Linked DNA regions of Mus musculus: regions 1, 2, 3, 4, 6 and 7 are each linked to region 5. A link is a contact called in public HiChIP or PLAC-seq and promoter capture Hi-C data. All regions are on one chromosome and are shown on one strand. Each heading gives the region's core, a stretch centred on a gene start, on an enhancer-like site or on the middle of the called end of the contact. The rest is flanking DNA. Distances are from core to core; before and after follow the strand shown. Region 1 holds the start of Hdgfl2 (HDGF like 2). Region 2 holds the start of Lrg1 (leucine-rich alpha-2-glycoprotein 1). Region 3 holds the start of Chaf1a (chromatin assembly factor 1, subunit A (p150)). Region 4 holds the start of Fsd1 (fibronectin type 3 and SPRY domain-containing protein). Region 5 holds the start of Kat2b (K(lysine) acetyltransferase 2B). Region 6 holds the start of Shd (src homology 2 domain-containing transforming protein D). Region 7 holds the start of Ticam1 (toll-like receptor adaptor molecule 1).

The links. Promoter capture Hi-C pulls out the DNA fragments that hold promoters and counts their contacts. HiChIP or PLAC-seq counts read pairs in DNA pulled down with a chosen protein or histone mark.
Region 1: an H3K27ac HiChIP or PLAC-seq map of cardiomyocytes shows a contact between it and region 5, with 8 times the contacts expected there. The contact joins the promoter of Hdgfl2 here to the promoter of Kat2b in region 5. A contact is called at or near these places in 5 of 39 promoter capture datasets (the 3T3-L1 cell line, embryonic stem cells, liver and 2 more) and 3 of 115 datasets of contacts at active chromatin or transcription factors (astrocytes, cardiomyocytes and embryonic stem cells).
Region 2: a contact with region 5 is called in a promoter capture Hi-C map of liver, with 5 times the contacts expected there. The contact joins the promoter of Lrg1 here to the promoter of Kat2b in region 5.
Region 3: a contact with region 5 is called in an H3K27ac HiChIP or PLAC-seq map of embryonic stem cells, with 12 times the contacts expected there. The contact joins the promoter of Chaf1a here to the promoter of Kat2b in region 5. A contact is called at or near these places in 2 of 39 promoter capture datasets (the 3T3-L1 cell line and pre-B cells) and 4 of 115 datasets of contacts at active chromatin or transcription factors (astrocytes, embryonic hindbrain, embryonic stem cells and 1 more).
Region 4: an H3K4me3 HiChIP or PLAC-seq map of embryonic stem cells shows a contact between it and region 5, with 7 times the contacts expected there. The contact joins the promoter of Fsd1 here to the promoter of Kat2b in region 5. A contact is called at or near these places in 1 of 39 promoter capture datasets (stem cell-derived epiblast-like cells) and 3 of 115 datasets of contacts at active chromatin or transcription factors (embryonic stem cells and large pre-B cells).
Region 6: an H3K27ac HiChIP or PLAC-seq map of embryonic stem cells shows a contact between it and region 5, with 7 times the contacts expected there. The contact joins the promoter of Shd here to the promoter of Kat2b in region 5. A contact is called at or near these places in 3 of 39 promoter capture datasets (embryonic stem cells, pre-B cells and stem cell-derived epiblast-like cells), 6 of 115 datasets of contacts at active chromatin or transcription factors (all in embryonic stem cells) and 1 of 9 other capture datasets (embryonic stem cells).
Region 7: a contact with region 5 is called in an H3K27ac HiChIP or PLAC-seq map of embryonic stem cells, with 8 times the contacts expected there. The contact joins the promoter of Ticam1 here to the promoter of Kat2b in region 5. A contact is called at or near these places in 1 of 39 promoter capture datasets (liver) and 4 of 115 datasets of contacts at active chromatin or transcription factors (all in embryonic stem cells).

Annotation. Positions count from the first base shown.
Region 1 is chr17:56,077,645-56,081,034 of GRCm38.p6, forward strand. Hdgfl2 (HDGF like 2) reads left to right here and starts at 1,987. Exons shown (of 16, transcript NM_008233.4): 1 at 1,987-2,182. The coding sequence starts at 2,111. It also overlaps a transcript of Ubxn6 not described here.
Region 2 is chr17:56,119,937-56,123,371 of GRCm38.p6, forward strand. It overlaps Lrg1 (leucine-rich alpha-2-glycoprotein 1), which reads right to left and starts at 2,010. Exons shown (of 2, transcript NM_029796.2): 1 at 1,925-2,010; 2 at 1-1,008. The coding sequence starts at 1,950. The coding sequence ends at 6. It overlaps Sema6b (sema domain, transmembrane domain (TM), and cytoplasmic domain, (semaphorin) 6B), which reads right to left. Exons shown (of 17, transcript NM_001130456.1): 17 at 3,149-3,435.
Region 3 is chr17:56,039,166-56,042,530 of GRCm38.p6, forward strand. Chaf1a (chromatin assembly factor 1, subunit A (p150)) reads left to right here and starts at 1,251. Exons shown (of 14, transcript NM_013733.3): 1 at 1,251-1,386. The coding sequence starts at 1,347.
Region 4 is chr17:55,984,362-55,987,812 of GRCm38.p6, forward strand. Fsd1 (fibronectin type 3 and SPRY domain-containing protein) reads left to right here and starts at 2,150. Exons shown (of 13, transcript NM_183178.2): 1 at 2,150-2,292; 2 at 3,382-3,451. The coding sequence starts at 2,278.
Region 5 is chr17:53,565,269-53,568,758 of GRCm38.p6, forward strand. It overlaps Kat2b (K(lysine) acetyltransferase 2B), which reads left to right and starts at 1,703. Exons shown (of 18, transcript NM_020005.4): 1 at 1,703-2,310. The coding sequence starts at 2,062.
Region 6 is chr17:55,968,636-55,972,260 of GRCm38.p6, forward strand. It overlaps Shd (src homology 2 domain-containing transforming protein D), which reads left to right and starts at 1,847. Exons shown (of 7, transcript NM_009168.2): 1 at 1,847-2,064; 2 at 2,736-3,082. The coding sequence starts at 2,804.
Region 7 is chr17:56,274,280-56,278,153 of GRCm38.p6, forward strand. It overlaps Ticam1 (toll-like receptor adaptor molecule 1), which reads right to left and starts at 2,488. Exons shown (of 2, transcript NM_174989.5): 1 at 2,415-2,488.

The DNA.
Region 1 (3,390 bases), core at 737-3,236, 2.5 Mb after region 5:
CACAACCACCCGTAATGAGATCTGATGCCCTCTTCTGGCATGTTTGAACACAGCTACAGTGTACTTATGTATAATAATAAATCTTTAAAAAAAAACTTTAAAAAGATAGGGAAGTCACTAACCCTTCCTGGCCCCATTGGACATGGTTCATTATGGACCCTATTTTACAGCTAGGGAAATTGAGACACTTGGTATCCAATGTATTTTTTACTCAGCATGGAATAGTTTGTGACATTAAGTACAGTAGGTAATCAACACTGTCAATAAGAGAAATAAGCATCATGGGAATGGGGCTTAGAGAAAAGCTCATCTTCTCTAGCATGCAAAACACCCAGATTCCATCCCCACCACCACATAAGCCTTTGGGAAATAAAGTCAGGAGATCAAAAGTTCAAATTTAGCCTTGGGTACATAGCTATTCAGAAAGTAGTCTGGGCTAAGACCCAGTCATAAAAATAAACAACTACTAAGATCAGTATACATTTAAGTAAAGTAAATATGGCTAGTGAAATGGCTCATCGAGTGAATTACTTTCCCCGTAAGCCTCAGGTGAAAAAAAAATGAGTGGTGGGCTCCACAAAGCTGTCCTCTGATTTCTACACACGCTGTAGCATGTGCGTGCATGCCCACACATAGCACGCAGATTTGTTTTGTTTTGTTTTGTTTTTGTTTTTCGAGGCAGGGTTTCTCTGTATAGCCTTGGCTGTCCTGGAACTCACTCTGTAGACCGGGCTGGCTTCGAACTCAGAAATCTGCCTGCCTCTGCCTCCCAAGTGCTGGGATTAAAGGCGTGAGCCACCACTGCCCGGCAGCACACAGATTTTTAAGGCAGGGCACGGTGGCACACATGTTTGATCCAGAGCTGGGGAGACAGAGGCAAGAGTACATCTGTGAGTTCGAAGCCAGTCTGGTCTATATAAGGAGTTGTCCCCACCCCCCACTCACCAGTGAGGACAGCAGAGTGAGACCCTGTCTCCAAATAAAATTAAGAATAATTAAAATGGCTGGGCAGTGATGGCGCACGCCTTTAATCCCAGCACTTGGGAGGCAGAGGCAGGCGGATTTCTGAGGTCCAGGCCAGCCTGGTCCACAGAGTGAGTTCCAGGACAGCCAGGGCTACACAGAGAAACCCTGTCTCAAAAAAACAACAACAAAAAGAATAATTAAAATGCAAAATGTCAAAGTATAAAGGTGCTGTAAGTATAAAGTGAAAATATGTAATGTATTATAGACAACAAAAAAAGAAAAAAATTTTAAATAATGAAAGTAAACAAGTGAGCTCTGTCCCGCCCCCTTCTCAGCCCTGACCTTTCTTGATCACCGCCCCTTCCTCTGCCAACTCCTGGCGGGAGTTTGCTGAGTTCTGTGGAACTTGTCTTCATGTCCAGCCATTGGTCGAGCTATAGCCAATGGGCTTCATAGTTGCACTGATGCCCTTTTGGAAGGCTGTCGTTAATCCGTCTTCTACGCTGATTGGTTGTTTATATTTCGTCTGGCCGAGTCCAAAGGCCTGTTCAGTACTGTTATGTATGTTCCGGCCTCGCTAGGCCCCGCCCCATCACTGCTTGTCATTAGTTTCAGTCTTCCTTTCACCCACAGGCCACTGCCTCATGCAGCTCTTAAGCCACGCCCCTGTCAAGCCCCTGTCCGTTTTGCGTCTAATTCGTCTAATGCCCTTCACCCCGCCCCACATCCTGACTGCGAGCCACGCCCCTGAGCGATCCCCAACCTAAGCCCCGCCCATCATTCCTCTCTAGGCTCCACCCAGTAGCCGCTTAAACCTTTCGTCTTTTACCTCCGACACCCTCCGCCCCACCCACTGGCTCCTAGTCCACGCCCTTGGCTTCTGCTCCGTTATCCAATCCCGTTAACTAGCTCTGATCCAACCCCTCCCTTTATTGGCCCGCGCGCGTCTCTGTGGTCATGAGCGACGGCGACGGCGGCCCCTAGCCAAGGGAGGGCGGGACTTCCGGTCGTGCTGAACCCAATAAGTAGACGCCGGCCGGCGGCCCGTGCGGACGCCTCCGCCCCTCAGGCGTCCGACTCCCGCCTCTGACTTCGCCTCTCACCGCCGTTGCTGCTTCCCGCGGCCTGGGCCTCCGCCGACAGCATGCCGCACGCCTTCAAGCCCGGGGACTTGGTGTTTGCCAAGATGAAGGGCTACCCGCACTGGCCGGCCCGGGTGAGGCCGCGCGTGGAGTGGACGGGCCCGGCGGAGTTGGCGGCCCCGAGCAGAGGGGCCGCGGGCGGGCGGGCGGGCGGGCGCGCGCGGGGAGGCTGGAATGGAGGCTGAGGAGAGGTTGGGGCTGCTGGCTCAGGTGACTGCACTGTGGTTTTCTGGAGTTGAGGAATCTCCTTCCTCCGGGACCACAGTGCCTGGGGTCTGGTGCGTCTTCGGGGAGGTCCCTGGTCTGAGGGACTTGTGTTCCGCTGTTCCGGATCCTGGCTCTGACCCGTGGTCCTTTGGAATTGAGGTGTGGCAATGTTTTGGTCTGAGTAACCTGCATGGTGAGGTCCTGAGTCTCAGAGACCCACAGTCCTGCAGAGAACGGCCGTGGTGCTAGCCTTGACCTCCTCCGGAACCTGTGTCACTTGGTTTGGTGTCCAGGGCCTGAGAGACCAATGTACCAGAGGTCAGAAATGCGTTTAGGGGATCCCAGGGTCGTGGAGCCTGAGGGATGTAGTGGGGCTCAAAGGGTACATGGGCACGTTGGGATTGGAGTGGAAGGGTCAAATGATGGGAAGAGTCTCTTCCAGAGAGGCTGCGCGTGATGGATGGGGGAGCGGGATACAGCGGAAGGAAAGGGACCTTATCTCTATGACCTAAATGAGGGCAAGGGTTGGAAGAAAGCTTTTCTGGGGACCTGGAGTCCGGCCCTTAAAGGGATTCAGTGGGCTGTATGTAGCTTACCTGAGAACAGGCAGCTTCAAGCTGGAGGTAGGAGGCTTTGAGGTTTCCTGTTTGAGAAAGCTGGAGTCAAGCAGTGTAGATTTTTAGAGCCTGGGTGCGCAGGTGGTAGAATTCTGGCCCTGGCAAAAATTGGCACATACACGGAGACCCAAAGGCTTCTGCTGCCCCCAGGACTTGGGACAGAGATCACTCCAGGGCTGAAGTTAGCTGCATCCATGTGTCAGGACTGAAGGAATTTTTGTTGTGCAGATGGTGGCTAGCGTTGCAAGTCCTGGTGCACATGTTCAGTTGCATAGAAACAGAGTTTTGTTGCCTCTAGGTCTTAGTACAGAGGCTAGATTGGCTGTGTCTGCATGGGGGTGGGAATGGAAGACCATACGGCAGGGAGTTACCATGGGGATGCCAAAGAGCAAGCTCAACAGGAACCAGCCCAGGAGGTAACTCCTAGAGGTCAGGACCAGAGGGCCCCATAAGTTCCT
Region 2 (3,435 bases), core at 760-3,259, 2.6 Mb after region 5:
CATCCTCACAGGGACCCCAGCTCTGCCACGTCCAGCAGCCGCTGACCCTTCATGGCCTCGGGCCCCGCACAGCGCGTGTCGTTCTGTGAGAACATCTTGTTTCGGTTGGCGACCAGCCAGCGGCAAAGGTCCGCCAGGTTCTTGTCACAGATCCAGGGGTTGTGGGAGATGTCGAAGCCGTCCTGCATGTCGCGGGTCGGCCTCCCCAGGAACGCCCACAGGCCCGGGGGCGTGCTGGACAGAGAGTTATTGGACAGATCCAACATATCCAGGTGCTGTAGGCCCTGGAAGGAGCCGGTCGCCACCCCGACCAACTGGTTGTCATTCAGGAACAGGACGCGCAGGAACGGTTGGGGCGCAAGCAGGCTATCCTCCAGCCTCTGCAGTCGGTTCCCTTCCAGGTGCAGGCGCTGCAGCCGCCTTGGGCCCCGCAGGAGTCCCTCGGGCAGCGACTCCAGCAGGTTGTACCCAAGGTCGAGGGTGTGCAGGGCGCCGAGGCTGGCGAGGAGCCCGGAGGGCAGCGAACTCAGCTGGTTCTCCGCCAGGTCCAAGTGGCCCAGGGCGTCCAGGCCCTGAAGCCATTGCGCGCTCACCTCCCGCAGCTGGTTCTCCCTCAGGACCAGGGTGCTCAGGTTGGCCGAGGTGCTGAACAACCCGGGGGGCAGGCTGCGGAGAGCATTGCGGGTCAGATCCAGGGCGCGCAGCCGGGGCACGGGCGCCAGCAACTCGGGAGACAGCGCCTGCAGGCGATTGCTCGAGAGGTGCAGCTCCCGCAGACCCGGACACCCTTGCAGGGCGGCGGCGGGCAGCTGCGTCAGGTTGGAGAATTCCACCGACAGATGGACAGTGTCGGCAGGGAGGGAGCTCGGAAACTCGGTGGGACCATGGCAGGAGACGGTGCTACCCTCAGCCGACTGCAGTATCAGGCATTCCTTGAGGCTGGACACCCTGCCCAAGAGGGCCAGGAGAAACAGGGTTCTGGCAAGGCAGGTCTTGAGATCCTGGAGGCTGAGGTTAGTGAACCATGGTGAAAAATATCTCCCCTTCTTCCCGTCCCCGTGGCCACCACCCTAAACTGTACCCACTGAGTCCTTCCTCACCAGGACTGGAACAAGACGATCCTCATGGTTTGTTTCCTGAGTCTATTTTTGTCTCCTTAGCAGGGTGGGTGGGTGGCAGAGCCAGTGAGCTCCTATTTATTCTGCAAAGCCCCAGGAACACTATACCCTGGGTTTCATTCTCACAAAGCAGCCCCTGATCCACAGCAAAACTTACCTCTATGACTCTTAAACTTCCTGGGTCTGACCCCCTACACACTTCCTCCCCTGCTACCACCTCTAACAGGTTACCAGTTATTAAGTATTCCCAGTCCAAGTACCTAGTTACTTCTAACCTGGTTTGTATCCTGGGTCTACCCCTATCTCCCTAGTTGTCTGTTCAGAGGGAGAGTCAGTGGACTCGTGTTCACTCTGCAAAGCCCCAGCCACAATGCTTGGCTTTTCACCAGCCCTTTTCTGCCATTCTCAGGAAGGCAGAAGCTTCCAGATTGGCCTTATCCTTTCTTCGTCCAGCTCTCATATGGCTTGTGTGGTCAGCACTGGGTGTTCAGGGAGAACTCAGGGTCCAGGTGAACAGGAATTCTTCTGTACGCATATCTGGTCTCCACAACAGCCCTCAGAGGCCTGTCGGGGGCTTCCTGATTTGCAGTGGGTATGACCAAAGCCTCAAGCCTGGGACCTGGGACAGGGACCCTCTCCCATTCCTGCTCAGGGGGCCTCTGGCAGTCTGTCTGGAAGTAAGCCTGTTTGTACAGCCTGCAGGCCTGAATCTGTTCCTGGCCACCTCAGTGGATCAGACTAATGTCCCCATGATTGTGCTTAGCTTGGTGCCAGGTCTGCCCAGAACTGGTCAGGTAGAGACCTACCTTCCTTGATGCTGCCAAGAGACCATAGCTGCTCCTCTATGTCTGTCCTCAAGACCCCAGGAAGGTGGCTTTATATAGTCCCCACCCCAACTCTGCTCTGAGGCAAAGCAGGAAGAGCCCAGGGCCGGGTCAACATTGCTACATCCCTTCCTGGCAGTGACTGTGGCATCCTGCCCACCCTTTCCCAGACTTTCTGCAGCTTTTACTTCCTAGTTAAGGGTGAGGTGGGGATTGCTCTACCCAATGTCTCCTAGGCTGAGTCCTCTCCCACCAGGATCCAGGGACTGAGTTTGCAATAAGAGCAGGAACGTGGCTGCTCTTTGAGCAGGTGACAGGAAATGTGTTGGAAAAAAAAAAATCTCTGGTCTTGAACACCTGATGTGTTGTTTGCTTTTTATGCTCAAGTAGCTTTCCTACTGAACAAGGAGCAATGCCTGGCTCTGATTGTAAAGTCTTCCACAAGGAACCAAGCAGGTCTGGCTTAGGTTCTCTGGGACTCAGTTTCCCTGCCTGCACAGCTGAACTTGATTGTCAAGAGATTCTTTGGTGATTCCATCTACCTGAAGTGCAGTAGGTGCATATGTCTGTTGTGAAGACACACCTCACATGTCATCTCATTATAGCACAGGGTTGGAGTATGGAGGCTGGAGAATCACTTCGACTTTGACATCAGACTGGGCTACATACTGAGACTGTCCAACAACAAAACCCACAACAGCAAAATGCATTTCAAGGCTATGAATTTGCCTTTGAGGACACCTTTGGCTGTATCTATGTGTGATGTGCACACACACTTGCACAGGCTACAGGTTGATTCTGGGTGTCTTCCTCAATGGTTCTCCACATTGTCTACTGAGGCAGGACCTCTCATTAACTGGGCTAGGCTGACTTGCAAGAGGTCAGGGACCTTCCTGTGTCTGCTTCCCAAGTGCTAAAATTACAGGCATGTACCATTACACCTGGCCTTTTCTGTGAGTACTAAGGGATTCAAACTCAGGTCTTCTTGCTTGCACAGGAAGTGTTTCCCCTGCAATCAGCTAGTTCCTCCTTGTTGTCATCTCATCTTAAAGTTTTCCAGGTTGTCACCCCTTGACATGACCTCTCCTCTCAGTCTGGGATTCTAAGAGGCCAATCCCCCATTTGCCTGTGAGTGACTAAGAGCAGGATTTCCTTCCCAAGTATTTCCAATCACCCCCAACAAACAGCTGACCCAGAGTCAAGGGGGCCGGTGGATGTAAACAGAGTTTTATTGATGGGGATAGGGCTGGAGAGGGTCCTGGACTCAGCTGGCCACGTGGCATGCATGGTCAGCTGGTGGTCGAAGGGGATGTCACAAGTGGGGACGGGTGGCATGGGCCTCTCTGACCACCCCAGGGCTGTATTTACAGGGGCGTCTGCCCACCTCCACCCTCCCAAAACCCCCACAAGCCCTTTAGAAGCAGGTTCCCCCATCTCCCAGCCTGGACCCCCAGGTCCCCTCTGCAGGAGCAGGATTTGAACTCCAAACCGGC
Region 3 (3,365 bases), core at 1-2,500, 2.5 Mb after region 5:
ATAAAGAAAGGTTTCTTCCTCCACCTAACAACAGCAGCAACAACAACAAGAAAAGATTTAGAAACTAGTGATTGGGTTCCAGATCAGCAAGGCTACATAGTGAGATTCTGTCTTAAAATTAAAAACAAAAACAAAAGACAGAGGCAATTATTCTTTTGTTGTTGTTGTTGTTTTTGAGACAGGGTTTCTCTGTATAGCCCAGGCTGTCCTGGAACTCACTCTGCAGACCAGGCTGGCCTCAAACTCAGAAATCCACCTGCCTCTGCCTCCAGAGTGCTGGGATTAAAGGCCGGCTGAAAAACATTTTTTTATACATCGTATCACTGGCTGTCTTGGATCTTGCTATGTAGATCAGGTTGTCCTCGAACTCAGAGATCCACCTGCTTGTAAATCCCAAGTACTAGGATTAAAAGCATGAAGCACCAGACTCAATTTTTTTCATTTAATATTCTTCAAAGTAATTTACACGAAAAGAAGGAATATATGGTTGAAAAGATTTATAATTTTACAATAGAAAAACATTCCTAATTTTAAAATAAAGCAAATTGTTAATTTATTAAAAAGTGGTTCATCATTTCAAAAATGAAATGCCCAGCTGTAACATTTTTAGAAAGAGTTTATATCCGGGCAATGGTGGCACACGCCTTTAATCCCAGCACTTGGGAGACAGAGGTAGGCAGATTTCTGAGTTCAAGGCCAGCCTGGTCTACAGAGTGAGTTCCAGGACAGCCAGGGCTACAAAGAGAAACCCTGTCTCGAAAAAAAATTATAGTTAAAAGAGAAATTAATGCAAGAAATAAAATTAAAGGAAGTAATTCTCTAATTACAATGGCTACTTTCAACCCGTCACTATTATACCTTAATTCCCATTACTCTTCCAATGGGTAATTTCAAGTTGTCACTACTAATCTAAACGTACCCTTCCCACCTCCTGGAACGCATATAGCCAATAAAAGGGGTGTGGGGGGTGTGCAAACGCTGATATTTTAGATTGACATTTCTTAGGATCAATAGAAATGCAGATCTTCCCAGCAGCTCCTGAACCGCCGGAAAGGAGCCTTCATCCGCCTCCCGCGGGATTTTCTAGCACATAAACCGAAGTTCTCGCGAGGACGTACTGAGTGCACCTCTTTTTCCGGAGGCTGAGGTGTCACGTGACGCAAGCTCCTCCAATCGGCGCGCGGGCCGCGGTGGTTGCCGCGGTTCCCGCCAAATACGAGCGCGGCGGCCGCGGCGGCAGCAGAAGTGACACCGGTGGGAGGCGGAGTGTGCAGCCTGGCCGCCCGACTGAAGCCTGAGCCGCCGCCGCCGCCGCCGCCGCCGCCGCCGCCGCCGCCGTCGCGGAGATGTTGGAGGAGCCGGAGGCCGCGACGCGGACAGCCGCGGGTGGGTGAAACTGCCTAAAGGAGCGGATCCAAGCCTAAGTGGCCTCGGGGCGGAGACCAGGAGAAGGGAGGGCTCTTAGGAAACTGAGGCCTCGGGGAGGGGGAAGAGTCAGCTTCGCAAGCTCCCGAAGGCATCTTGTGTCGCCTAAATAGCTGGAGTAAATGGGGAAACCGAGGCCCCGAGTTGGATTTGATGGATCCTGAGTGCTTGTGTCCTCTTGAAATCAATTGGATCTTGTAGCAGCAAGTGGAGAAACTGAGGGCAAGGAGAAGAAAAGTCAGTCGTACAAGTTATTAAGTGCGTTTGTGAATTCCAGAGCAGTTCGGACCTTTGCAATGGGCGGGGAAATTGAGGCCCGTGCTCACTTGAGCTCTGGACACCAGAGTAGCAGCAACTCTGCGGGGCAGGGCTAGTCCAGGAAGGTCGGTTTGGGTGGTTAAAGCATAGCCAGGAACCCTTTCTGGGTCCCGAAAAGGGGCCCTTTGTGAGTGTGGTATGGACCAGTCGGGTACGTGTTAGGAGTCTTTGTAGCATGCGGTAGGCTTCCCGAAATGTGGGGTGCCTATTCCCCGCTAAATTGTATCCCCAGTGTGTGTTGAACGATTGAGGGGCTGGAAAAGACGAGGTCGGTCCTGATAGACTAAGATTTCTCCAATTGAGCACCACTGACTAGACAGCCCTTCTGGGTACATTACACTAGTCTGCAAGCTCGGAGATGAGGGGAATTGGGGATGGCCAATTTCAGGATGGAGAGCCGCATCCTCAATCTCCATCCACTTCTGGGATAACTCTGGCCCCTTTTACAGTTCTGATCATCAAAGATACACACACACACACACACACACACACACACACACACACACACACACACCCTTCACAGCCTGGTATTCCAGGAAGGCTGGAGCTGTTGTTCTGACTGGCTTGAGAATTTTATGTGGGCATTAATAGTCGTACAATTCCTGGACTCTCATGGAGCATTGTTTTTATTTAACCAAGGTGGAACGTTTAAAACCGACACTATTGCTCTGGCAATAAAGACCAGTTTGGTGTAGCAGTTCATACCTGCAGTTCAGCATCCTAGAAGCTGAGGCAGGAGGATGATGAATTTCAGGTTGATCTGGCCTCTGACCACCTGAATTGTATCCTGGGAAGAAGAGAATCAATTCCACAAGCCTGTATCCAATAAATTAATTAAAGTGGAATAAAACTTTTAAAGAAAAAAGTGTCCTTCGGGGGGGGGTGGCTTTTTTTTTTAAAATAGAAAATTGAGGTGATGTTACCTTCCATTCAAATGAGAAGAAGGGAGAGTGTTCTGGGGGTCCGAGTCTCTAAGTTGGTGTGCCTGGGCTGTTTCTACTCTGGATAGCTGAGGTTGTAGGAAAGCTTAAGTCTGAATTGCATGCAACATTAGCAAAATGTATGGGAATTCACCCCAAATTACTGATGGAGTTTCTATGCACCCAAGGCATTTACCTATGGCAGGTTCTCATCTGGGTGTGGTGGCACACACCTTTAATCCCAGCAGCACTCAGAGGCAGATGCAAGTGGATCTCTGAGTTTGAGGCCGGCCTGATCTACATAGCAAGTTCAAGACAATCAAGACTATGTAGAGAGTCTCAAAACAAACAAAAAGACAGGCTCTATTTATGGTCTAATATACATGGGTTTTAATGTGCTTACTTATTCTTGCGACTTTAAATTCATTTTAGTGGGAGATAATCTCTTTCATGAGGTCTTTAATTTGTTTCTTTTTTGTAGTTATTAGTTTTAGACCAGGTCCCCATGTAGCCCAGGCAAGCCTCTAACTCCAAGTGTTAACATGCCCTAGTTTATGCAAGGCTAGGATGGAACTTAGACACTCCTACATGTTAGGTCAGCATGCTACCCATTGAGCCCAACCCCAGGTTCTTTATTGTGTCTTGACATGAGTACAGATTCTGCAACGAAATTTATTCATTTCATCTATTTAAGAGTAGGAT
Region 4 (3,451 bases), core at 900-3,399, 2.4 Mb after region 5:
GCTAGATAACTGGAGGGGATACATAAAGTGGGGACCCCCAGATATTCACCCCAGAGCTGCAGAAGGATGAATACCCAGCCAGGAGAACCCATCCCTGAACCATCAGGCCCCAGGCTCACCATGCCACCATGCTGCACCTGTGTCACCTCAGCCACCCCACACACTCTCTTCCTGTCACAGTATCCACCCCACCTCCGTTGAAGTGACACTGAGGGTGGGGAAAGACAGAGGGCAGGCAGACATCCTGTGTTCCAGGCTGTGAGGAGAAAGGGGCTGAGTACCTTCCACCCCATGCCTCAGTTTCTCTCAAAGTATTCTACATCCAAAAGGGAGTATGCATTTATCTGTGAGTGTAGAGACTGGGGTGGTGGAAATGGAAACCTCTTTGAAGATTCTACAGAAATATACAAAGGATGCAGAGGAAAAGCAAGGGCAGAGTGTGAGACAGAGGGGTGGTGAGAGATGAGAGCCCAGGGCTCAGTGGGGTGGGCACTCTTCCAGAGCACACAAGGCCTGGGTTCCAACTCTAGCACCCCCTAACACAAACATGGTGGGGCACACCTGTTATCCCAACACAGTAAAGGCAGGAGGATCAAGACTTCCAGGGTAAGGCTGGAGAGATGGCTCAGCACTAAAGAGCACTGTTTGCTCTTCCAGAGGACCTGGTTCAACTCCCAGCACCCACATGGCAGCTCACAACTATCCATAACTCCAGTTCTAAGGAATCTAATACCTTCACACAGGGTAGCCTTGGCTACACGTGGAGTATAAGGCCAGCCTGGGCAACATAAGTTAGGAATCCCCTGTCTAAGTTCCGGGGTCTCAAGTCTTTCCCTTGTTGCAGTCTGCAGTTCTGGGCATGGGGCTAGGCCATGTCAGCAGAATTCTGTGGTAACTTTGGGGTCACACAGGTAATAACCATCAGTGTCACCGCTGTTGCCATTGTGCCGGGTGTGGTGCGCACACCTTTAATCCCAGCACTCGGGAAGCAGAGGCAGGGAGTCTCTTGAGTTGCAGGCCAGTCTGGGCTTTAGAGAGAGAGACCTCCTCTGGTAGGAAAATCAAGTCACCCTGTTCTCAGTCAAACCATAAGGGCAGCTGTAACTCCTGGTGGGCAGTGAGTGCACAGACATCCCCAGCCAATTATGCCATCTTCATTCCCGCTGGAAGGTTAGGACCTCTCTGTGAATGAAGTGGTCTTAACCTGTCCAGGCCAAGTCTGCCTCTTACAGGTTCTCATGGCCACCTGCAAGGTCTGGGCAGAAGCGGAGGCTTTGAGTGGTGAGTGGTTCTCACAGTCAACTTCCAGCCTCAGCCCCACTCTGGGGTCAGTGGCCAATACTGTAATAGTTGACCAAGAGAGTTGTCTCATACCCAATCACAACCATGACCTATTTTCTTAGGAGTGGGGGGAGGGCAGTGTTTAAAGACCCTGGGGTTGATGAAGCCCCAGGCTGGTGGTCCTCAACCTTCCTAATGCTTGAACCCTTTAATATAGTCCCTCATGTTGTGGTGACCCCCCACCCATAAAATTTTTCATTGCTACTTCATACCCATAATTTTGCTACTGTTATGAATCATAACGTAAATATTTTTGTTTTCCAAGGGTCTTAGGCGATCCCTGTGAAGAAGTCATTTGACCCCAATGTGGTTGAGAAACTCTGCCTCAGCCTTTGCCGGGCTAATAGCAGATGAACTCTTTAGATAAATATGTCTAGCCCTGAAGAGCAAGGGCTGGTAGAAAGGTTTCTAGGGGAAGATACAATCTGAGGCTTTGGGGGATGTATAGGACCTTGTCTCACTGTGCGACCATAATGGCTCTATTCTGGTTGGTTGTACAAGCAGTAAGTGGCAAGCATGTGGGCCACCGAAGGACAGCTCTCAGGGTAGGAAAGGGTGGGCACCCTGGGTGCCAATTTGAATAGCAAACCGGATCAATCTGAGGTGAGTAAGGGATAGTCCTGAGTTCACAAGACAGGATAAGAGGCCAAACTCAGATATCCTGCCTTCCGCCTGAGGGCTTCCTCATCCCTCCCAGTATTACACTGGGATAACCCAAGCTCCGGAGGAAGACAACTACATTTCCCAAGCAGCGCCGGTCGCTCGCGCATGCGTAGTACATGTAGTGATGGAGCGCTGAGCAGGGGGCGCGGCGGCGGAGGCGGCGAGGGCACGGAAGGCTAGTTGGCTGCTGTCTGCGTCCAAGGAACTTTAAGGGTTTGGAGAACCAGCTGAAGGGGACCCGCGGCCAGGCCAAGGCAACAGGGGGCTGCAACTATGGAAGACCAGAGGGTAGGACCTGGAGAAATGCAGGGATTGGGAACAGGGAGGGGACCAGGTGATGCCGCAGCGCCCCTCCCCCCGCACGGGCCGCCCGCACAGCGGCTCCTGTTAACACGCAGACCCCCTACCTCTCCTCCCCGCTCCTGCCCTCCCTCAGCATCTCGTCATCCTAGCCTGGGATCCTAATCCACCCCACAGGTCACCAACCCAAGCTACGCAGGGCCCAGCCCCACCACCCTGGGTGGGAACCGGCTTCTGGTGTCCTCCACCTGCTTTCCCAGAGGATCCTCCTCTCCTTGCCCAGTCCTTCACAAGCAAGACCTTCCAGCTGCCCAAGTGAAACCCGTCCACTTCCCAGGCGGACCCCTGCCTATCACGCCTCTCCCAGGAGAAGTTTGTTTCTCCATATACTCAGTTGGACTCTGGGACTCGCCTTGCCCAGACTACTCTCTCGGTGCAGCTCACCTTCAGCTTTAAAGATGCACCTACTGGCCTGGGTTGCTGGTGGTACACTCCTGTGTCCTATCCTCTAGAGGTAGAGGCAAGAGGTAGATGTTAGTTCAAGACTAGCCTAGGCTACACAGTGAGACTCTGTCTCCAAAACTGAACAAGGAGCTGTGGAGGTGTCTCAGTGGGTAAAGTGTTTGCTATGCAAATGTGAGAACCTGAGTTCAAGTTCCCAACGCCCACGTAGGAAGCTAGTTTAGTGTGTAGCTGCATACACTACAGCCCCAGCCCTAGGGACACGGACACAGGAGGATCCCTGGGGCTCGATGGCAGCTGGCCTAGACCAGGCTCACTGAGAAACCATACTCAAGTAATAGGTGGACATTGAGAGAGGAAGACAGCCAACATTGACCCCTGGCCTCCACATGCATGTGCATGCATACATATGTGCACACACACACACACACACACACACACACACACCCAAAGTCAAAACCAAATAAGCTCAGTGCTCAAAGTCTGTCCCTGAGAGGCTCTGTGGGCTCCAGTTTTCTTCTCTACTATGGGAATCTCACAGCCTCACATCAGACCTGTATTCCTGGAGGACAGCGCTCCCCCAACCTGCTGCCCCATGTTCCTTCTGTCCCCCAGGAGGCGCTAAGAAAAATCATCACTACCCTGGCCATGAAGAATGAGGAGACGCAGACCTTCATCTACTCCC
Region 5 (3,490 bases), core at 453-2,952:
CAGTTTTTCTCTTCCTTCTGTTTACCTTTGGGCAGCTGCCAGAATTTACAGTTCACTATAATACAATGGGCCTCAATCTTCCTTCTGAATCCACTTAAAAATTCTTAGATAAAGGACACTAAGAACATATAAGAGAACCTGGATTTCCCCAGTAAGTAATGTTTTAATGACATTATTGTAGAAACTTGAAGAACAAACAACCAGAGGACAGTGATGTAAAACCTGAGCTTTTTCGGGAGGCAGAGGCAGGAGGATTTCTGAGTTCGAGGCCAGCCTGGTCTACAAAGTGAGTTGCAGGACAGCCAGGGCTACACAGAGAAACCCTGTCTTGAGCCCTCCCACCCCCAACAAAACAAAACAAAAAACCCCTGAGCTTTTTTTTTTTTTTTTTTTTTTTTTTTTCCCCAGACAGGATTTCTCTGTGTAGCCCTGGCTGTCCTGCAACTCACTTTGTAGACCAGGCTGACCTCGAACTCAGAAATCCACTTGCCTCTGCCTCCCAAATGCCAGGATTAAAGACATGCTGAGTTCTTTTTTTTTTTTTTTCCTTGTTTCTTTATATACAAGGTTTCACTGTGTAGCCCTAGCTGACCTGGAACTCCTAACAGTAGACCAGAATTCCTCAAACTCACAGAGCCTGGCCAGTCTCTGCTTCTGCAGTTCTGGGGTCAAAGGTGAAGACCACCGCTCCTGGCCTGTTTTTTAATTAATTTAATTAATTTTTGAGGCAAGAGTCTTACTCTATTGAGCTTCCACACTAGGCTAAGGTCAAGCCTAGGTAAGGACTTCAGTTAGATGTAGCCTAGTAAGGCTGCAGTTTCACAGCAGGTGTCACTCCTTTGAGAAGAGACTTCTTTCTCTCTTGGCATTGCATTACTCTGCGTTAAAAGGACACAGAATCTGGCGAAACACATCTTGAGACATAAAATGCAACTTTAAGCATGACTGGTAAGAGTATTTGCAAGGGAAAGCCCATCCCATATGGCTGGAGTTCAGCAGGAGCTACCAAGCTTGCTAGACAACCAATCACAAATTCATTACGACCATTGTCCCACATTGTGACTATGCTTGCTCCGCAGAATTAGGGCACTTGCCAACGGTGCTGACCGGCAATGCAGGGCTATTCAAATCGCTTTAGGAAGGTTGACCCATGTGAAAAAATGAAACAATCTCTTCCTACCATCAGAGCCAGGGACAATAGTTTTGATTTTGAAGTTTAAGTCAAAATCGGAATCACTTTCCTGGACGCTGTCTTTCTGGTTAACTTGAAAACAATAGACACACTAGCAGCTGAAAGTAGCCAACCTCGAGTGAACCCCGTAGGCGGACTAATTTCAAACTTTTTCCATGCGTTTAGTTTTCATTTCGCCGACATGTAATGTTCTCAAACGAACAAGTATTATGTGATACACACACACACACACACACACACACACACACACACACCACACACACACACCATTGAGTCATCTCCCTCCCTCTCTGGTCATATTCGGTTCAGAAACTACCAGGAGAAGACGATGGGGAAGAATTGTTTAAAAAAAAAAAGTTTAACTCAAAGTCAAAAAAAAAAAAAAAAAAAAAAGGAACCCTTCACGCCATGATTTTGGTGAATTAGCAACAAAGAGGAGGATTGGCCGCTGACGGGTACTTCTGGAAAACATTTTTTTTTCCTCTGGCTCCCGCTAGGGTGGAGGAAGTTGGGTCTCGGCGCGGGAGGGTGTCAGGCCCAGGGACGCCAGCAGCGCAGGGCGGCAGGTGCCTGGGCTGCAGCGGCCCGGTCTCGCGGGTCGCCGGTCACCTACGGGCCCTGGCGCTCCCGGCGGGCGGCTACGCTCGCAGCAGCATGCCGGAGGCCCAGGGGAGCAGAGCGCGGCCAAGGCGCTCGGGCCCGCTAGCGTCCTAGCCGCCTGGGGAGGCGCGGGGGCCTGCGATCGCTGGCGGCCGAGTGCGGCGGGGGCGGGGAGGGCGCAGGGCGGCGGCCGGGGGGGGGGGAGGGTCTCGGCTCCGCCACCAGCGCCCGCGGGGACCCTGGCAGCTGCGGGTGACAGTCGGGGCGGCATGGCCGAGGCTGGCGGGGCCGGGTCCCCAGCACTGCCTCCCGCGCCCCCGCACGGTTCCCCCCGGACCCTGGCCACCGCTGCCGGGAGCTCTGCTTCCTGCGGGCCAGCGACCGCGGTGGCCGCGGCGGGCACGGCCGAGGGACCGGGAGGAGGCGGCTCGGCCCGGATCGCCGTGAAGAAGGCGCAGTTGCGCTCTGCTCCGCGGGCGAAGAAGCTGGAGAAACTCGGCGTGTACTCCGCCTGCAAGGTACCCGCTGGGATGAGCACAATCGCGGGGTCACGGGCGGGCTCGGACCCCCCCTCCCCTCCCCCACCCACTCCCAGCTTCCCGCCGGCACCGCGGAAGTGCTGCGTTCTGTGCGCGCGCTCTGCCGCTGCGGCTTGCACAGCATCTCACTGGGACAGGGGTAGGGGGTCTTCTAGATCTGCCGGTGTCCCTCTTCTGGGAAGGATGAGTCTTGGCTTCGGAGCGCTCGGCACTGGGGCTTTTTCTGCTCTGTAGGAGCTCGCGGGAGTCCTTTCACAGGGAGTGTAACTGTGCTTGGTGTGGCAGATCTGTCGGGGTTGGGAAGCAGCTTTTTTGGGGTTGGGGGCATCTTAGCGTGTGTCTCCCCGCGCTCGCCCTCCCCACTGAGCCCCGCTAGGAGGAGCTGGGTTGTGGAGCACCCAGAAGTGTCCTGGAATCCTGGCGCTCTACGGGAGCGAAGGGGCGGAGCGCGGGGTGGGAGGTGGGCACTGCCCCAAGCCCCTGTCCTTTGGCGCCTGGCGGCCTCGGCCGTGCGGCGACAACCCTGTCATTATTGTTATTATTTATTTAGCGAAAGCGGGATCCTGGCCGCTTAGGGTGTAAACAGGGTCTGGCAGGGTGACAGCCCAGGCGGCGAGCGCGTCTGCTCAGTTTGAAGACAGCTTTCTTGCCATTCTCCCTCTTTGGGGACTTTAGGCACCCAGGGCATCCAGCTGTAGAGCACTTGTAGGGGGCTCAGCATCTCCAGGCTGCAGGGGAGAGCGACTCTGCACTGTAGACTGCGGCTTTGTTTTGACTGGGTGACAGCAGAAGTGGGCGGGGACTTGGCCTTGTCAGCCCGGGCGGCCTGTGGTTGGGACCAGGCACTCACTCACTCACACCTCCCGTGTTGCTTGCTGCTCCAGCTTACTACTGTAAAAGGAGTCGCATCCGCAGCATCCAGGTTCTCATTCCTACTCCCCACTGTACAGCCAGGATGGATAAACCTGGTAGATGACTTCCCTTCCGGGACATTCTGGTTGTCGTGTTTTCTGGAGCTTTAAGGACCTTGGGGTCTCAAGCATGCCCTGCCCATTCCTTGTGGTCACCTCCTGTTTATCGATGCAGTCACAGCACCTGCTGTGCCTTCCTGAGAGGGCTCCAGTGCGGTGCCTTATGCACACAAATATGCTTTGGAATC
Region 6 (3,625 bases), core at 597-3,096, 2.4 Mb after region 5:
GCTACAATGGCATCCGTGAGGTCTTTTTGTCCCAGATGCCACTGTTCCTCCAGCAGACTGAAGCAGCTGGACCTCACCCCCAGACTGGGGATCCTGAAAGTCAGTGACTTGCCTCTTCCTTCAGACTATGAGCTCAGAAAACCAAATGTGTACTTCCTTCCATCAGGCTGGGAACCAGGAAAGGCAAGGTCCTGATGCCTCCCTCAAGCCAGGAGCCTTCCTACAGCACCCTCCAGACTGCAGGCTTCCCAAGGCAAGCCCTGCATCTGCCACCAGACCACAATTAGGCAAGACCCGCCTCCCTATCAGCCAGAGTGTTTTGGTCCCCTACATATACATGCCTGGATTTTGGGTTTTTGAGTGGGCCTCACTATGTAGCCTAAAGGTATGGCTGCCAGCCTTAAAGACCTCCCCTTCTGTCCCCCTGCTTTGGTACACTTACCCTCCCGGATTTGAGGGGCATCGATTCTTATCCTGCTGTTCCCTGAGGCCCCAGTCGCCCCGTGTGTGCCTCAGGATGGAACAGTCACACTGTTCCTGAACAAGAACAGGGTTCTGTCCCATGCCACCAACAGGGTACATGGAGTCTGAGACTCCGTGGGGGACTATCCAAAGCAGGCCGAGGCAGAGACAGGACTAGTTCATGGGGACTGGCAGAGGCACAGGGAAGTGGATTGTTCTGGAACTGCAGTATAGCAGATTACATGGCCTTCATAGGCTATACAACCCACTCATGCATGTTTTCCCTGTGCTTTCATTTGGGTTTAAGATGCTGGGGGCCAACACTACCCTCTCAGCTGCCCCCAGCCTTTGGGTTGTACTTCTAAATGCGACAGGGATAGAGCATGTGAATTATAATCCGGAGTCAGTGTGATACAGACTGACCCCCGTCCCATCTTCCAAGTCATCCAGAAGGTTTTCCCAAGGTAGTTGCCATGATCCTCCTCCCCGCTATCAGAAGAGTTTACTGCTCTGGCTTTTTCTGTTCTTACACGCGCAGGCGCGCTAACATACACACACACACACACACACACACACACACACACACACACACAGGCGCCCGCGCCCCAATGGAGGCTCTGAGGCGACAGAAAGTCAAGTGCCGTTTGATTCTGCCTCAGGCCCCCTGATTGCTATTCCTGCCACGTACAGGCTCCATGCGAGAAAGCTCTTGACTACACCAGCACACACAGGATCTGGTGACCCCTGGGGACGCTGCCTGACAGAGATAGGAGTGGGTGGTTAGGGGGACTTAGCCTACTCCAGATGCCGTGCTGGCTCTAGGCCTCAGTTTCTCTGCCTGGAAAACAGAGCTCACAGTGGACAAGAGGATGACCGCTCTCTCTGTGAGCCACCAGTGCCATCCTAGAGATGTCCAGGCACAAATGGTCAGATGGGTGGCTTGAGTTTCGCTCCACACACAAAGCCTTTCTATGCCTCAGTTTCGCCAACCTCAACGTCTCAGTCGGTAGGGCGCTTGCTAGTATGCACAAAGCCTGGAGTGTCATCCCTAAATGCTGGGAGACTGAGGCAGGAGGATCAGGAGTTCGAGGTCATCCTTTGCTGCAAGTGAGTTGGAGGCCAGCCTGGGCTACATGAGACCCTTAGCAGTAACTCTTGCTGTCAATGCCTCCTGCACCGATTACCAGTTGGGGAGACTAAGGCGGACAGACAGTTGGCCATGGCTTTTGGGTCACTCTGGCTGACTACTGCCCGCCTGTCTCTCCTTGGGGTTCGACCTCCTAGCTCCATCTGCAGCCCTTGAGGTCTGAGCCCACCTCCCTCCCTCCGCTCGCGGACCCGCAGCTGCCGACGCCTCCCACCCCTCCCCCTCGCCCGGCACAAAGCGACGGACGGACGCAGCGGTGACGGACGACGCCTCCCGCCCTGCGCCACCTCCAGCCGCGACCCTGCGCGATGCTCGGGCCTCTCGCCCAATCCCTGCCCGGCCCTGGTCCCAAGGGCAACTCGGTCCCCACGCCGGTGGTCTCGTCCTCCGGGATCCTCCAGGGTCCGAGTCCTGCTGTCTCCACCCCGGAGCCACAGAAGGTCTGAGGTCTGCAGGTCTGTCCGCAAGGCGGGACCCAATGGGACGCGGGTGTTCTCGCCCCTCCGGTGGCCCTGAGAACCCGGGCCTGGACTCAGTGGTTTAAGTCCCTTTTGTTGTGCAGTGGCGGCGGCTGCAGGCGGTTAAGGGATAGGGGAGGTTAAGGGATTGAGGGGGCGGTGTGGAGCAGGAGTTAGGGGACCGGGAGGTTAAAGGAAATGGAGGGGTCTGGAGATTAAGGAATACTGGAGATGGAATTAAAGGATTCAGAGATTAAGGGATGGAGATAAAGGATTGGAGGTGTGACGGGGGCGGGGTGTGAAGGATCAGGGGTCAAGAAATCTGGGTAATTCGGACTGGTGGGGCTCGCGGGATCGGACAGCAGCCCCACAGGGAGTACGACCCTCTGGAGTGGCTCAGCCTCTGACAACTTTATGCATGGAGCTGAAGGGGTAATGTGAAACAGCCCTGTTGACATCACACCTGCAACACGGACCCTAAAGTTCGCAGTTCCCGCAGACCCTTGGCCTGCAGCACCAGGGTCGCCACCTGCTGCCCCCTCTGCTCTGAGCCCAGCCAAGGACTTCTGACCTCCAATCTTCCTGTCCTCTTCCTCTTCTCTCTTCTCCCTTCTTCCTCCCCCCTTTTGTCTCCCCCTCCTCTTCTCTCCCCTCCTTCCTCCCCCCAGCCCCAGGACGAGCTGCAGAGCTAGGCATGAAGGTCCTTGTTTGACACCAGCATATTTTGGGGGCACCAATGGCCAAGTGGCTCCGAGACTATCTGAACTTGGGCAGCCGGAGGCCGCCTCCGCAGCCGCCCACCCCCGACTACACCGAGAGCGACATCCTGCGGGCCTACCGCGAACAGAAGGACCTGGACTTCGAGGACCCCTATGAGGATTCCAATGGCCGCGCTGAGCCAGAGGTCACCGGGTCCGGTGACCCCAAGTACAACTCTCCTAGGCACCGGCTGATCAAGGTGGAGGCTGCAGACATGGCCAGAGCCAAGGCTCTGCTGGGGAGCCCGGGGGAAGAGGTGCGTGGAGGACCTGGACGGGTGTTCTGTCCCTATCACCCTGGGTTCCCCACCTCATCCCCCGCCCCCTGGGGAGTCCAAGATCTTCTGGGCTAGCCATTATCCCCCTCGGCCCATTCTCCCTTCAGGGAGACAGAGGGTAGGTGTTGTTTTTGGTTTGTGTGAGACCTGGTCCAACATTGCCCAGGCTGACCTAAAACTAGCTACAATGAGTTTGAACTCCTGATCCTCCTGCTGCCTGTACTTCTGAAGTGTGTGTCACAGGATGACAGGCATGTGTCACAGTCACTGTTTATGCTGTGCCTGATGGAAGCTGGACCTGGTGCATGCCCTGCTTGGTTTTACCGAAGGCTGAGACCCCTTTAAGGTCGAATGACCCTTTCACAGGGGTTGCCTAAAACCATCAGAAAACACAGATAATAAATTTTAAAAATCATAATTCATTTTTTAAAGTTACAGTTATGAAATAGCAACAAAATTATTTTATGGTTGGGTGTTGCGGTGTTAGGAAAGTCCAGAACCACTGCTCTGTTGGTTTCGTTT
Region 7 (3,874 bases), core at 1,238-3,737, 2.7 Mb after region 5:
CATGTGGTGGAAGAACAAAATGAAATAAAAATAAACCGATGGGCCTGGTAGTGCACGCCATTAATCCCAGCACTTAGCAGTGGAGGAGGCAGGAGGATCTCAGAGTTGAGGCCTCCCTGGTCTACAGAGTGAGTTCCCAGGGCTACATAGTGAGAACAATAGGAACAGGACAGTGCCTGGTACACAGCCAGTGCCTAATAAGTGCACACTGAGGTGTGGAGCTGCAGTTGACTTGACAGAGCGCTTGTCTGTCATACATGAGGCCCTGCATTCAGCTCCCAGCCAGGAAAGAGGATAGCAGCAGAGAGAGGAGAGAAAGAGAGCAGACAGGAGAGAGAAATGTTTATTGACACACTGAGCAGTGAATAGACAAAACAGAGCAGGACACACAGTACTTGTGTTTTATTTGCTTTTTTTGTCGCTAAGACAGGATTGGGCCTTGCACTATGTAGCCCAGCATAACCTTACACTTCTGATCCTCCTGCCTCCACCATGTATGGGCAGCAGCTTCCTCTTGTCCAAGCTATATCTGAAAAGCTGAGACAGAGGATTTCTTTCTTTCTTCTTTCTTTTTTTTTTTTTTTTAAAGATTTATTTATTTATTATATGTAAGTACACTGTAGCTATCTTCAGATACTCCAGAAGAGGGAGTCAGATCTCGTTACGGATGGTTGTGAGCCACCATGTGGTTGCTGGGATTTGAACTCCGGACCTTTGGAAGAGCAGTCAGGTGCTCTTACCCACTGAGCCATCTCACCAGCCCTCTTTCTTCTTTCTTGTTTTGTTTTTGGGTTTTTTTTTTTGGGGGGGGGTTGGTTTTTCAAGACAGGGTTTCTCTGTGTAGCCCAGGCTGTCCTGCACCTCGCTCTGTAGACCAGGCTGGCCTCAAACTCCAGGCTGGTGAGATGGCTCAGCGGATAAGAGCACCAACTGCTCTTCCGAAGGTCGTGAGTTCAAATCCCAGCAACCATATGGTGACTCACAACCATCTGTAACAAGATTTGACTCCCTTTTCTGGAATGTCTGAAGACAGCTATAGTGTACTTATATATAATAAATAAATCTTTAAAAAAAACAAACTCAGAGATCCACCCTCTTCTGCCTCCTGAGTGCTGGGATCAAAGGTATGTACAACCACTGCCCAACAACAGGAGGATTCTTGAACCCAAGAGATCAGGGTCCACTTAGGTAAGTTCCAGGTCAGCCTGGTCAGCATAGTGATACACCCTGTCTTAAGATACAAATAACACAGCTGGGCGTGGTGGCGCACGCCTTTAATCCCAGTACTCAGGAGGCAGAGGCAGGTAGATTTCTGAGTTCAAGGCTAGCCTGGTCTACAAAGTGAGTTCCAGGACAGCCAGGGCTACACAGAGAAACCCTGCCTCAAAAACCAAAAAAAAAAAAAAAAAAAAAAAAAGATACAAATAACACAAATGACACAAAAATAAAGGTAGTTATTTTTAAGAGAGAGGGAAGAGGAAAGGGGAGAGTAAGGAGAGAGAGAGAAAGAAGGAGGGAAGGAGAAGGGGAGGGGGAGGGGAGAGTTAGGAAGAGGGAGGAGATGTGCTCAGTGGGTAAAGCACTCATCCAGCATGCCAGTCTGGCAATGGTGGCTCAGGCCTTTAATCCTAGCACTTGGGAGGCAGAGGCAGGTGGATTTCGAGTTCAAGGCCAGCCTGGTCTACAGAGTGAGTTCCAGGACAGCCAGGGCTACACAGAGAAACCCTGTCTCAAAAAAAAAAAAAAAAAAAAAAGCATCCAGCATGCCTAAGAGACTGTGTGATATCCCCAGAACAGCAGAAACCAGGATGGGTGGATGGTGAGTGGATGGGGTAAATAGGCCTCTTTCTTTCTTCCCTGGCCTTCTCTCCCTGGCAGAACTTAGTCTCTGGCACAGGGGGGCCCTCCTCCAGGCTCTGCTGACTGTCAGCTCTGGAACTCAGGGACTTTGTACTGCCAGGGTGACCTTGCATGTATCCAGGGGCCGGAAATAGTTGACTGTAGAAGGTGCAGCAAGCCAGTCCCCACAGGTAGTAGTAGATGGTGTCTGTGTTAGTCTGGGGCAGGAATTTTGACAGGGAACATTGAGGTAGAGAAAGCAGATCTGATCAGGAAATAGCGACAACGGGAGGGATTGAGGGTGGAGAGGGTTGAGGATTCGCTGTTGGGGCTGGAGAAGACCTGGGACTTAGAAGATCTAGCCATGGAGGTTGGGGGGGGGGGGGGGTAACTAGGAACTGAGCGAGCACCCAGGGTCACAGGGCTGGTTTGGGAGTTAGGAGTTGGATTGCGGATCTGAGTATCCATGGGAAAGAACTTGAGGAACCTGGCAGCCTGCAGGTGGCCGGCCCAGCATCTATTCCCGACCCTATGCCCGCCGGCCCGCCGTCCTGTTCCCTCTGCCTTCATCCTACCTGGCTGTAGGGGTCTTGAGCTGGTAGATCTCCCGGTCCCTGGTGGCTGCTGGAGGAGGAGGAGAGAGAAGGGAGGAGGGAGCGTTCGGTTCCGCCCCTTCCTCCCTTCCGGGTCTGGGGGGGGGGGTAGGGGGGGGATGAAGTCAGCGTGTAATCTTATCTAGCTGAGCCAAGCCCTGCCCTCCCGCCCAGTGTCCTGGCGCCACGTGGAACTAGGCAGGACTTGTACTTTGTGAGGCCAGAGCTGGGGAAAGGAAGAAGGAACCCTCCGCCCACAGAGAACTTTAAGCTGTTAGCCAAAGAGCTCAGCTAGTGACATACTCTGGGGATTCGCAAAGCACCATGTGGCTAAGTGCACTGGGAACCTGATGACTCACACTTGTCAGTCCAGCATCACACAGAAAACTAAAGCAGAGAGATTGCCCAGAGTTCCAAGGAAGCCTGACCCACAGAGTGAGACCTCCATCTCAAAAATAAGTTCATACAAGATAAGTAAACAGAAGTGCTGGAGGCCACAAGGTTTTATACAACTGTTAGGTTGTAAATATTTTTAATTCTTTACTTGATTTTACTTGGTGTTGTGTGTATGTATGTGCATGCAGGCATGTATGAATGTAGGTCAAAGAACCGCAAGTACCATTACTTGCTGAGCCGTCACAGAGACACAACACAAAGATTTGTCGGAGATTTCTGGGTATTTACTTTTGAGAAACGGTCTGTGTATGCATACTGGGACTTGGGGCTATCCTCCTAGCTCAGCTAGATGGTGAGATTACAGGCATACTTTAAAGCTTTATTTATTTATTTTACGTATGAGTACACTCTGGCTCTCTTCAGATACACCAGAAGAGGGCATCAGATCTCATTACAGTCGGTTGTGAGCCACATCTGATGGATGTGGTTGCTAGGGGTTGAACTCGGGGACCTCTGGAAGAGTAGCCAGTGCTCTTAGCCACTGAGCCATCTCTCCAGCCCTATGGCATGTTTTAAAACTGATAAAACTAAATTGTGAAAACAGAAAAGCAGCAGTTCCCAGAGGACTATGACTGGAAGATGAGGTGCACAAAGGAGAACCACCCCACCCTCTTGCTGGGGAGTCTAGGCAGGAGTATCTGCCTCATGCCACTGAACTCAATCTCTCCCAGACTCTGGACACTCATCTCCCCAAAGCAGGTAGCAGACGGACTTCTCCACATTTTCATGCTTACATATGCACACGTATTTGTGTAAGTTGGAGGTTGACATCAAGTGTTTGCTCTTGGTCACATCTTTAGGAGACAGTTTCCTGAGTCCAGCCATCTCAGAAACAAGTTCTATCTTGCTGGCAGGGTCAAGACTGAGTTCATGTTCCCAGGCCCCAGAATACAACTCCTATCCTGCTTCTTAGATCTTTCATGTTTGTCTGTTAGCCAGTGAAGGCTGTAAGGAAGGAAGATGCTGTTCTCCAGTTATCCAAACTA